2 separate regions of the Triticum aestivum genome follow, and region 1 is linked to region 2. The links are chromatin contacts, called in public Hi-C maps. All regions are on one chromosome and are shown on one strand. The core of a region is the stretch at or near the end of the contact, and the rest is flanking DNA. Distances in the headings are between cores, read along the strand shown. Region 1 holds the start of LOC123166105 (NADH dehydrogenase [ubiquinone] iron-sulfur protein 6, mitochondrial). Region 2 holds the start of LOC123171105.

Region 1 (4,389 bases), core at 464-2,963, 690 kb after region 2:
TTTTCTTCTTGAAGACGTTGTTGAGGCGCGGTGCAGGCTCTCCATCCAGACCACTCCAGGGGAAACCCTAGATCTGCTCGTGATCGGACGATAGTGGCATCATGCGTCATGCTCCCCCTTGGGGGCATCGTTCTTGGAGTGGTGACCGGCTGGAGGGACCAGTGGTTGCGTGAGGATGGTGGGGTCGTCGCAGTGGTCGCTGCGGTGGCCGGTGGAAGATGGCAGTGTTGGTGACAAGGCTTTTGTGGCAACGATGATGAGGGTGAGAGATGTCGGGGTCGCGGCAATGACTGCGGTAGTCGGCTCTTCTCCGGCATGTTCACGAGTTTGCCTCGGATTGTCTGTCACTCTGAAGTCAGAGCTGCGGCGTGGGGTGCATGTGGCAACGATGGTGGGTGGCAAGTGGTCTGTTCGGCGATCTTCTAGCGCCAGCCTAGCACATTTCTCCTTCATAGCTCTCCGTCGGAATCGGAGCTGCGTTGTCCTCATCGCAGGTTGCTGGGTGATTGGCAGGATCTTCATGTGGCTTCACACTGCCTCTATGGTGTGGCTTGGCTCGGTGGTCGTCTGCGGTGAAGTCGGAGTCGCTTCTCAAAGAGTGGGTATGATGATATCGTGTGCCAGGGGAGAAGTGATGACGATGACACCTCCGTGCTACCTCGACTAGGCTTCCTTCACAGCGGCGTGTGTGGGTTATCTTATGTGTGCCGCTCAGCGGATTGTAACGGTTTTCACCCGGTTTTCCATTAATTAACCGTGCAGTTCTCTTCTTCTTAATTAATGGATGAGGCAAATCTTTTGCCTCCATTTCAAAAAAAGAAAAACTCACAGAATGTTGATCTCATCAACTTGCTCATGTGTTTAGCTGTAGCTGCAGATTGTTTACATGACTCTGCTAGCTCATAACTGAAGGATGGGTCAACCAGAGGAATTGGTACAGTTCAACGTGCAGATTCATAGCTGTCAGTTGTAAGAATTCATAGATGCATCACCGTTCCTAACACTGTCAGCAAATTTATGACAAGGGTGGGGAGTTCCAAACTGATCACATGATTAGTATCTGAAAATGAAATGGACCAAATAGATATATCCACTCATAACATGTGCTATCAACGAGCTTACACTTATCATAGCAAGCCGAAAGATGAGAGTTATCTAAGACATCCAGATCTACCAACAAAACAGCTGAATCCATTAGACACACACCTAGCATCAAGCAGCCCAAAAGTGTCTCAAAGGAACACCAAGATTGACCTAAGCTAAATGGGGAATCCAAAATTAAGCATGCAACTACGCACCTAAACAAGGGCCACACGCTATACCGATCGCAAAAATCCACGCTGGACACGAAAAGGCGCGACCTTTCGCACCGGATTGGGTGGATCGTACGAGAAATGAGGTAACTTCTAGAGGCCTAGGAATCTGATCCAACCGGATCGGAATCTAGAGAGCGGAGACGAGGGGATGGGTACCTGCATCCATTTGGCGGTGTGGCTTCCAACGACGGCCGCAGCACCGACTGCCTTCTCCGTGGCGAGGCCCCGCGCCGCGCCAGCGTGGCGGGTGCCGGTTAGGGTTCTGAGGAGCGTCGGGAGCAGCCTCGTTGCGGTCGCCATGGCTGATGACGGGGGGAAAGGGTATGCAGGTCTCGGGTGAGTTTGGGAGCAAATAGAGACGAGTTCTTTTGCCCTGCAAATTTATTTATGTTCATAAATAATACATGTAACTTTTTTTTGAGAACTTAAATACATGTAACTTTATTCACACTAAAAAGTCATTACAGGCAGACCTGGCCAAATGGGCCGGGATAGCTCGGGCTGACCCATTAACGTGCCTGGTACGGAACGGCCCACAGTAGCCCGTTTATGAATGGGGTCGTGTCAGGGCATCACCAACGCGAGGCGCCTGGCGCTTGGATAGTAAATTAAAAATAAATTTATGGATAAGCGCCTGCTTAGCGTCCCTACCTCCAACGCTTTGTACGTAGGCATCCACTCGGGTCTATGCCAGTTTACACGACGAAAAAACTGAAGCGCCCGATGATACGTCTGGCATCGACGCAAGCAATTTTCCCAGGATCGGGTGGGAATTGCCCAAGACGGTCAGGATTCCCACCCTGGCATCGGTCCTTATCGCCTGCATTGTAGGTGCCCTCATGGCGGCACGCGTGGTGCCCTTATACGGGAGCTCGTTAACGGGTCTCCCTATTTGCCCCATTCTGCAGCAAATAGGGGACGCTGCCGCATTCTGTGACAAATACACGTAGCGCGCGGTGGCTAGGAATTGAAAACGGGTCCGCAAGCTTGCGCGAGCTAGGTGCCAGCCACTGCGATAGAATGGACCGAAATACAGCGAAAACCTCCAAGAAACTAAGTATAGTTCCGGACTTAACACTGTTTGACAAAATCCCAATTTTTTTCCAAATTTTGAGTAATTTTTTGAACGTAACATTTTATTTCACAAACACAAACAATATGAAAACGAACAAAATTTGAATTTTCCAAACATTTTTTGAAAATATGAACTTTTTTGGAATTTTTGAACAATTTTTTAAAGCATGAACATTTTTTAAATCTTGAAAAAAAAATTGGAACGGAGAACAAATTTGGAAGCGCGAACAATTTTTTAAAGCATGAACATTTTTTGAATCTTGAGAACAAATTCGGAAACAGACGACAATTTTTGAAAAATTCCGAACAAATTTGAAAGCACGAACATTTTTTGAATACGTGAACAAAAAATTAAAATCCGTTACATTTCTGAATTTAGAAAGCTTTGCACTTTTTTGTGTAACGAGAACAATTTTTTAGTTTTGAGAACATTTTTTGGAAACACAAACAAAATTTGAATATTTTGATTTACTTTAAGAGAAGAAAAGAAAAGGAAAGAAAACAAACAAACAGGAAAAAAACAAGAAAAAGAAACATAAATAACTAAAAACGAAAAGAAGAAGAACAAACAAAAAAGAAAACTAAAAAACCCAGCTCAAGAACCTTCTGGAAGGTTCCCAAAACCGGCCAGGAACCGTCCAAAATGTTCCCAAAACTGGAAAATTATCCCACCTAAAAAAAGAGCTAACTGGCCAGGCCCATTTACTATCGAACATGTGCAGTAGGTCGACAACTTGCTGCAGAATGCGCCGAATAGGGTTTTCCCTCCTTAACCGCCGGCTAGGAGAACCGGAGAGCTCCTGCTCAGCGCTCTTGAGCGTCACAATGAAGACCTTTCGCTCAAACGGGCCGGCCCATTACCAGGCGACAAGCGAATGTAATAAAAAAATGTCACAAAAAATTGTAGTGATGGATGGATTCGAACCCGTGACCTAAGCTGGATAGCCGTGTCGAGTTAAATTACAGCGTTAAACTAAAAGTATTGTACAACGGCAGATTTATTTTTTAATCATTCCTTTAGAAAATGAATAATGTTTTCTTGAACAAATTTTGAAACTCGAACAAAATTTTTAAACGTGGTTATTTTATAAAAAGAAACATGAACATTTTTTTGAAAAACCAGACATTTATTGAACTTCTATATATACGATGAATAATTTTTAAATATATATTGAACATTTTGTAATATACACTTAACAATTTTTTGTTATACACTGAATATTTAAGATATGTATTGAACAATATTTATGATACATTGAACATTTTGGTGATATATAATGAACAAATTTTAAATATACATTGAACATTTTGTAATATCCGCTGAACAATTTTTAACTACACATCGAACAATTTTGTGATATACATTGAACAAACATTTAAATACACATTGAACATTTTGTGATATACGCTCAACAATTTTAAATTATGAACAATTTTTGAAATCACGAACAAAATTTGGGATTTGAAAACATTTTCTTGAAAACAAAGTATAAAAATAAAAACGAAAATGACAAAATGAAAGAAAAGGAAAAAATGAAAAGAAACGGAAACAGAAAAAATAGAAAGAAAAAATAAAAAAAATAAAACAGAAAAAAGCAAAAAGCAAAATCGATAAAATTTAAAAAAAACGGTTCAGGGAAACTACTAGAAGGTTCCGAAAACTAGGTGCTTGTTCGAAGTGGGCCGGTTGTGTCGCCTCGGTCGCTCGTTTCGCTTCAGCGAAGTAGCGACGACAGGACGCGCACGAGCGTCATATAGGATCGGCCGGAGAGCCGGCGCCCACGCGCCCTGCAATCTGGGACAGCCCAGTATCAAAGGCTACCTGTCACTCTTCCAACGGTCGCACTATTCGCTCGGTCGCGGTTGACTTCTTGAAAAAAGAAATATCCAAAAAAATCATGAATACAAAAGTTCACAAAACTGGAAAAAGGTTCATGAATATCAGAAAAAATCATGAATTTAAAAAAATCATGAATTCGAAAAAGTTCATGGTGATTTT
Region 2 (5,056 bases), core at 2,156-4,655:
CGAAACACAAACTTGAAATGTACACAACTATGCATCAGACACATTTCAGTCACACTAAACAACTTTTCACAGTAGAGCACGGCAAATAAACAATGATGATAACGATATTAAGCTTACCAGATGCACACAAGGCAAACAAAACTAAAATATAGCCAGCTCGCACAAAAAGAAGTCTCGACTAGCATTTACCCTCCAGCAATTTGTACCAAATACTAAAGGTGCTTTGTAAGCAGGTACATATTTAACAAGCACCAACAATCACCACATAGTATATATATCCCGTAGTATCTCTTCTATGAACACATTTTCCTGAAGAAAGATCCTCTGCTGTTGCGGATACTGCTAGAATTATCTACAATAGGAGGGGGGGGGGGGGGGGGAGACTCCTGTGATGATGGTTTGTTTAGGGTTCTCATTCCTCCAATGACAGCTCCTGCGCTCCAGCCTGCGTGTACAAGGATAATCATGTTAAAACAGAGGGTAATGTCAAATAAGCTACCAGCATACTGACGGAAGATCACACGCTGAAGCCATCATCAGAGTTCAGAGTGCAAGAGACGGCCAACTTCTTTTAAGGTATACAAGCAGATTAGCAGAACGGTGATCGGCACGAATGGGTAGTTACTTCATTGTTTACAGCCTTTACAATTTCAGTAATACGTTTAATGTGACATGCAGCGCACTTGTACTACAGCTAGTGAAATGAATGCTCGACCACAGTAAATTGTAGAAGGTAATTTTTCCACGGTTAAAATTCCTATTACATAAGCCACATAAGCTCTCACAGTTAAACTACTGCAGTGTAGAATGAAACATGTCCCTAGTACATCCCAATGAAGGCGTGGAGGCACATTCACTGATTCACATACCTCTTCCAGAGCAGGTTGCAGAATTTGCTCAATCCGAATCCGACTCCGACGAAACAGACAGAGATGCCCTGAAACAGCAGGGCAAAGAATCATCAATGCTTCCCTAAAACCTTTCACAGGGAAATTATTTTCACACATACCCGCCAGATCGGGTCCGTGTTTTCAACATTCTTGCTTCCTTCTCAAGTTGCTGCTCATGCTGTTCTTCAAGAGCATCAATTTCAGACTCAAGGTTATCGAATGCGGTACTAATATCCTCTCCATTGTACTCCCTCCGTTCGGAATTACTTGTCTCGGAAATGGATGTATGTAGAACTAAAATACGTCTAGATACATCCATTTCCGCGACAAGTAATTCCGAACGAAGGGAGTATATAATTGGTTGACCCTTAACACTTATCTTCTTCACATGATTCATCGCCAATTCCTTGAGATCTGCACAACAAAAATGAACTATGAAACAGAAGGAATAAAAACAAATGCATTTCTACAAAACAAATGGAATACCCCTTATTTTGGGTGTCGGAAGTTTGTTTTGAGCAATGGCCATTTGGACCCTTTCCATTCGGTAGACCATCTCCTTTCGGCTGACAGATAGCTCTCGAATCTTTTCAATCTGCTTCAGAACCTTGCATGTCTCCTGATAATAGTTCTTAGGGTCCACTGAATAGGAACACAATCAAATTACTGTACCGCAAGATGTGCAACTGTGCACAAAAGCATATGCATTGTAAAGGCATATATGTCAGGCCTATATAATATTACCTTTTTCTTTGGGATTGAATCCCACAAAATCATAGGTTAGGCGACTTTCATGAATCATTCCCTTCAGCTTCTCCTTCTGCTTCTGGTATTCCTTCTTCGCATCCTTTCTCCTGTCATCTAGCTCTGTCCGGGCCTTTTTGACCCACAAGGTATCAAGGAAATGAGGTTCGTCAATCTCAGCAGGTGTGGTGGAATCATGGACAGATATAACATAGGAGAACTTCAACATGTTCTTGAGCAGGGTATCTGCACGCCCCCACTCCAGAAACAACTCGCTACCGACATCTTTGAGCTGCAAACAAACAATGCATAATAGCGTAAATATAAGGCCAGTAAACTACCCGAAAGAGCAGAAAAAACAAAATATGCTGCTGTACCATAAAAAATCTCCTGATATATGTAGATGAAATACCATTTACTACTGAGACTAAAAGATCCCCACCCCCCCCCCCCCCCCCAATATAGTGCATAATGAAGGCGTTCCTAAATTAACTGGATGAAATCCCGACTTTGTCAACGGTAGCAATGAAAGACTCACAGTGCTTCCAAATTTCAGCTAGATAACACAAATTCTTTACTGGGAGATATTAATCTCGTTCATTCGAATTTCAGCCATAAATAGGTTACTGAAGGTCAGAATTGTCACTGTTACACACCACAATCACCTGATTTGAAGAGACACCTAGCTAGATAACATCTATTGACCAACTATATAGATAAGGTGTACTAACACCTACAAAAGTAGATCAGTATCAATCGATCCACCAAGTTTCCAGAACACAATTGTTGTAGAAATTGGTATAATTTTTTACAAACTTAAAGATTACCTTCTTGTAGTTGGAATTGATGGTCACATCCAGAAGATCCATTTCTTTGTATAGTCGGTCCATGTCAACATCGTCATCAGACATGCAACCCATCTCAGATAACCTCTTCTTGTAGTCAGCACCGAGTACTCTGCACATTCTCCTGAATCTCTCCAGAGCTGGGATCAAGGGATCAATCAAGTAAGATACGGAGGAGAGTGTGTGTGTGTGTGTGTGTGTGTGTGTGTGTGAGAGAGAGAGAGAGAGAGAGGAGATGCAGGAGGGGTTCGGGTTGTTACCAAGCTTTCTCCCTTGAGCCTGAAGATCACGAAGAAGAGAATCCGCATTGGAGGTGGTGCGTTGGCTCCCATTCCCCGCTGCATTATCGTCAGAATCCTCCTCCTCAAGCACCTCCAATCTGCCAGTACTGAACGAATACACATTAAGAACAACATGATTTGGGATAAACAAAATCACTAATCAGGTACGCGAAATCACTAGGAGCACGAAGTACCTGCGGACGACAGGAACCGTGTCTGACGAGTTCGGCGCTGTGTTCTTGCCCGCCCTCACCTCCACACTGCCAGTACTGAACGAATACACATCAAGAACAGCATGATTCGGGTAAACAAAGCACAAATCGGCTACGCCGAATCACTAAGAGTGCGAAGTACCTGCGATTGGACTCCTAATCCACGACTGTAGCCTTGTGTGACAAGTTCGGCGCTGCCATCTTGCCCGCCCCCACGTCCACACTGCCGGTACGGAACGAATACACCTCAAGATTCAAGAACAGCATGATTCGGATAAACAAAGCATAAATCGCCTACGCCAAATCACTACGAGCGCGAAGTACCTGCGATGGGACCCCTGCTCGATGACTGGAGCCTTGTCTGACGAGTTCGGGGCTGTCGACTTCCCCGCCCCCGCGTCCACATTGCGAGAACTAGAACGAATGTACAGCATGATTCAGGTAAAGAGAGCACAAATCGCCTAAGCCAAATCACCAGGAGCGCGATGTACCTGCGAGTGTGACGGGACTCCTCCTGCTCCACGACTGGACCCGTATCCGACGACTTCGAGGCTGGCTTCTTCGCCGGCCCCAATGATGGGAGTCGAGGCGACCAGATGAGCTAGGAGAGCCGACGACTGGAAGGGAGGTTACGGCGGCGAGGGGCGGCGAGGGGCTTGCCAACTGGACAGGTGGAGAAGAAACGAGGGGAGGGCAATTGGGGAAGGAAAGGGGGAGAGTTTTCTGTGTGAGCGAACCAGTCCAAGTGCCGGTCTAACCCAGGTGCGAGGTGGGTTTGTGCTCTCTGACATGTGGGTCAGATCCGAAGATGGCCCACATGTCAGCGTCTCAAATTTACTTGACTAAGTCTCAGAATATGTATTTCTGTTCCGAGTACAACTGTCTCCAAACGGAACTCTTACCAACTTGCCTTCCTTACTTTCTTGCACAGTAAGTTGATCGGTAAGGTCCTGCGAAAGAAAAAGTTAAGGCCTAGTTTGGCAGCACTGTCTTTTTAAAACTGTGGTAATCCAAAACCTCAGTTTCTCAACACGAGGGCAATGAATACCTCGGTTTGTTTAAACCATGGTTTTTCTCTGTTTTGCCGAAACCACCTGTCCGTTTGGCAAATGTTGTTTTCTCGTAATTTTTGGCTGACTGCAACTAACTCAGCTATACTTAAGGAGCAGATCAACATGTAAAAGCAGCCGTCCAATGCATGCAGCCATGCCATGCAAGCCAAGTCCTCTCGCACTCTTCTAGATGCTAGCGTGACTCAATAGATGCATGCTAGATCACTGATCGAACGGAGGAATCACTGGCAACAACCGCCAGAAGAACATGGACTCGAGAGACCAATGGGACACAAATTAATCACCTAACTAAAAAAGCCTAATAAACAGGGTATAAATTACACTACGATTAACAGATAATGATGAGGAGTCGGAATCGCTTACTTTTTGCTCCGTTCAGTTTTTAAAAAAGGGGTCGGGGCCTCTTTTTTAGATACCGCAAGAAAACTATGGTATGAGCAATACCAAAACATCTTAAACTACGGTATTTCTTTCATCCAAACACCTTAAAGTATTTAATACCAAGGTTTTTTTTTTCCTGAAACCACGGTATTCCTAAAAAACTGCAAAAATACTTTACATTCAAACACACCCTAATCGGTTAGGTACTCCAATAAGGTGAGTGAATAAAATGGAAGAAGTTTGTAAACAAAAGGAAATTACGTATCCACCATGTCAGTCAAAAAAGAAAAACAGTATTACCCACGCTGTTTTTCGACGGACAGAAATACACACACTGCCACACGAGTCACATACCAAAGGCACCGCAAAAGAAAGTTACACGGATAGTCTTCTAATTTGTTTGGGGGCATGACTAATACTGTAGCGACCCGACCTCAGACGGTCAAGCCTCTGTGTTTCTGTGCCATCCCTGGATCAGTATGCTGGCACACACAGTACATCAATGTATATATCAAAGTGCAATCACATGTATAAATAACGTAAAACTGATATATACCTCATAATACTCAGCGGAAACAATTAAACGGGGGTGGAGTCCCATCAACGCCATCGGCAAGTTGAGTGTAGACC

Evidence for each region. A called contact is a pair of places that touch in the nucleus more often than the background predicts.
Region 1: a contact with region 2 is called in a Hi-C map of leaf, with 4 times the contacts expected there. The contact joins the promoter of LOC123166105 here to the promoter of LOC123171105 in region 2. A contact is called at or near these places in 2 of 5 Hi-C or Micro-C datasets (both in leaf).

Annotation. Positions count from the first base shown.
Region 1 is chr7D:367,302,331-367,306,719 of IWGSC CS RefSeq v2.1, forward strand. It overlaps LOC123166105 (NADH dehydrogenase [ubiquinone] iron-sulfur protein 6, mitochondrial), which reads right to left and starts at 1,714. Exons shown (of 3, transcript XM_044583868.1): 1 at 1,473-1,714. The coding sequence starts at 1,616.
Region 2 is chr7D:366,614,838-366,619,893 of IWGSC CS RefSeq v2.1, forward strand. LOC123171105 reads right to left here and starts at 3,406. Exons shown (of 9, transcript XM_044588747.1): 1 at 3,297-3,406; 2 at 2,955-3,029; 3 at 2,740-2,867; 4 at 2,462-2,619; 5 at 1,635-1,926; 6 at 1,377-1,532; 7 at 1,010-1,304; 8 at 870-937; 9 at 1-445. The coding sequence starts at 3,406. The coding sequence ends at 898.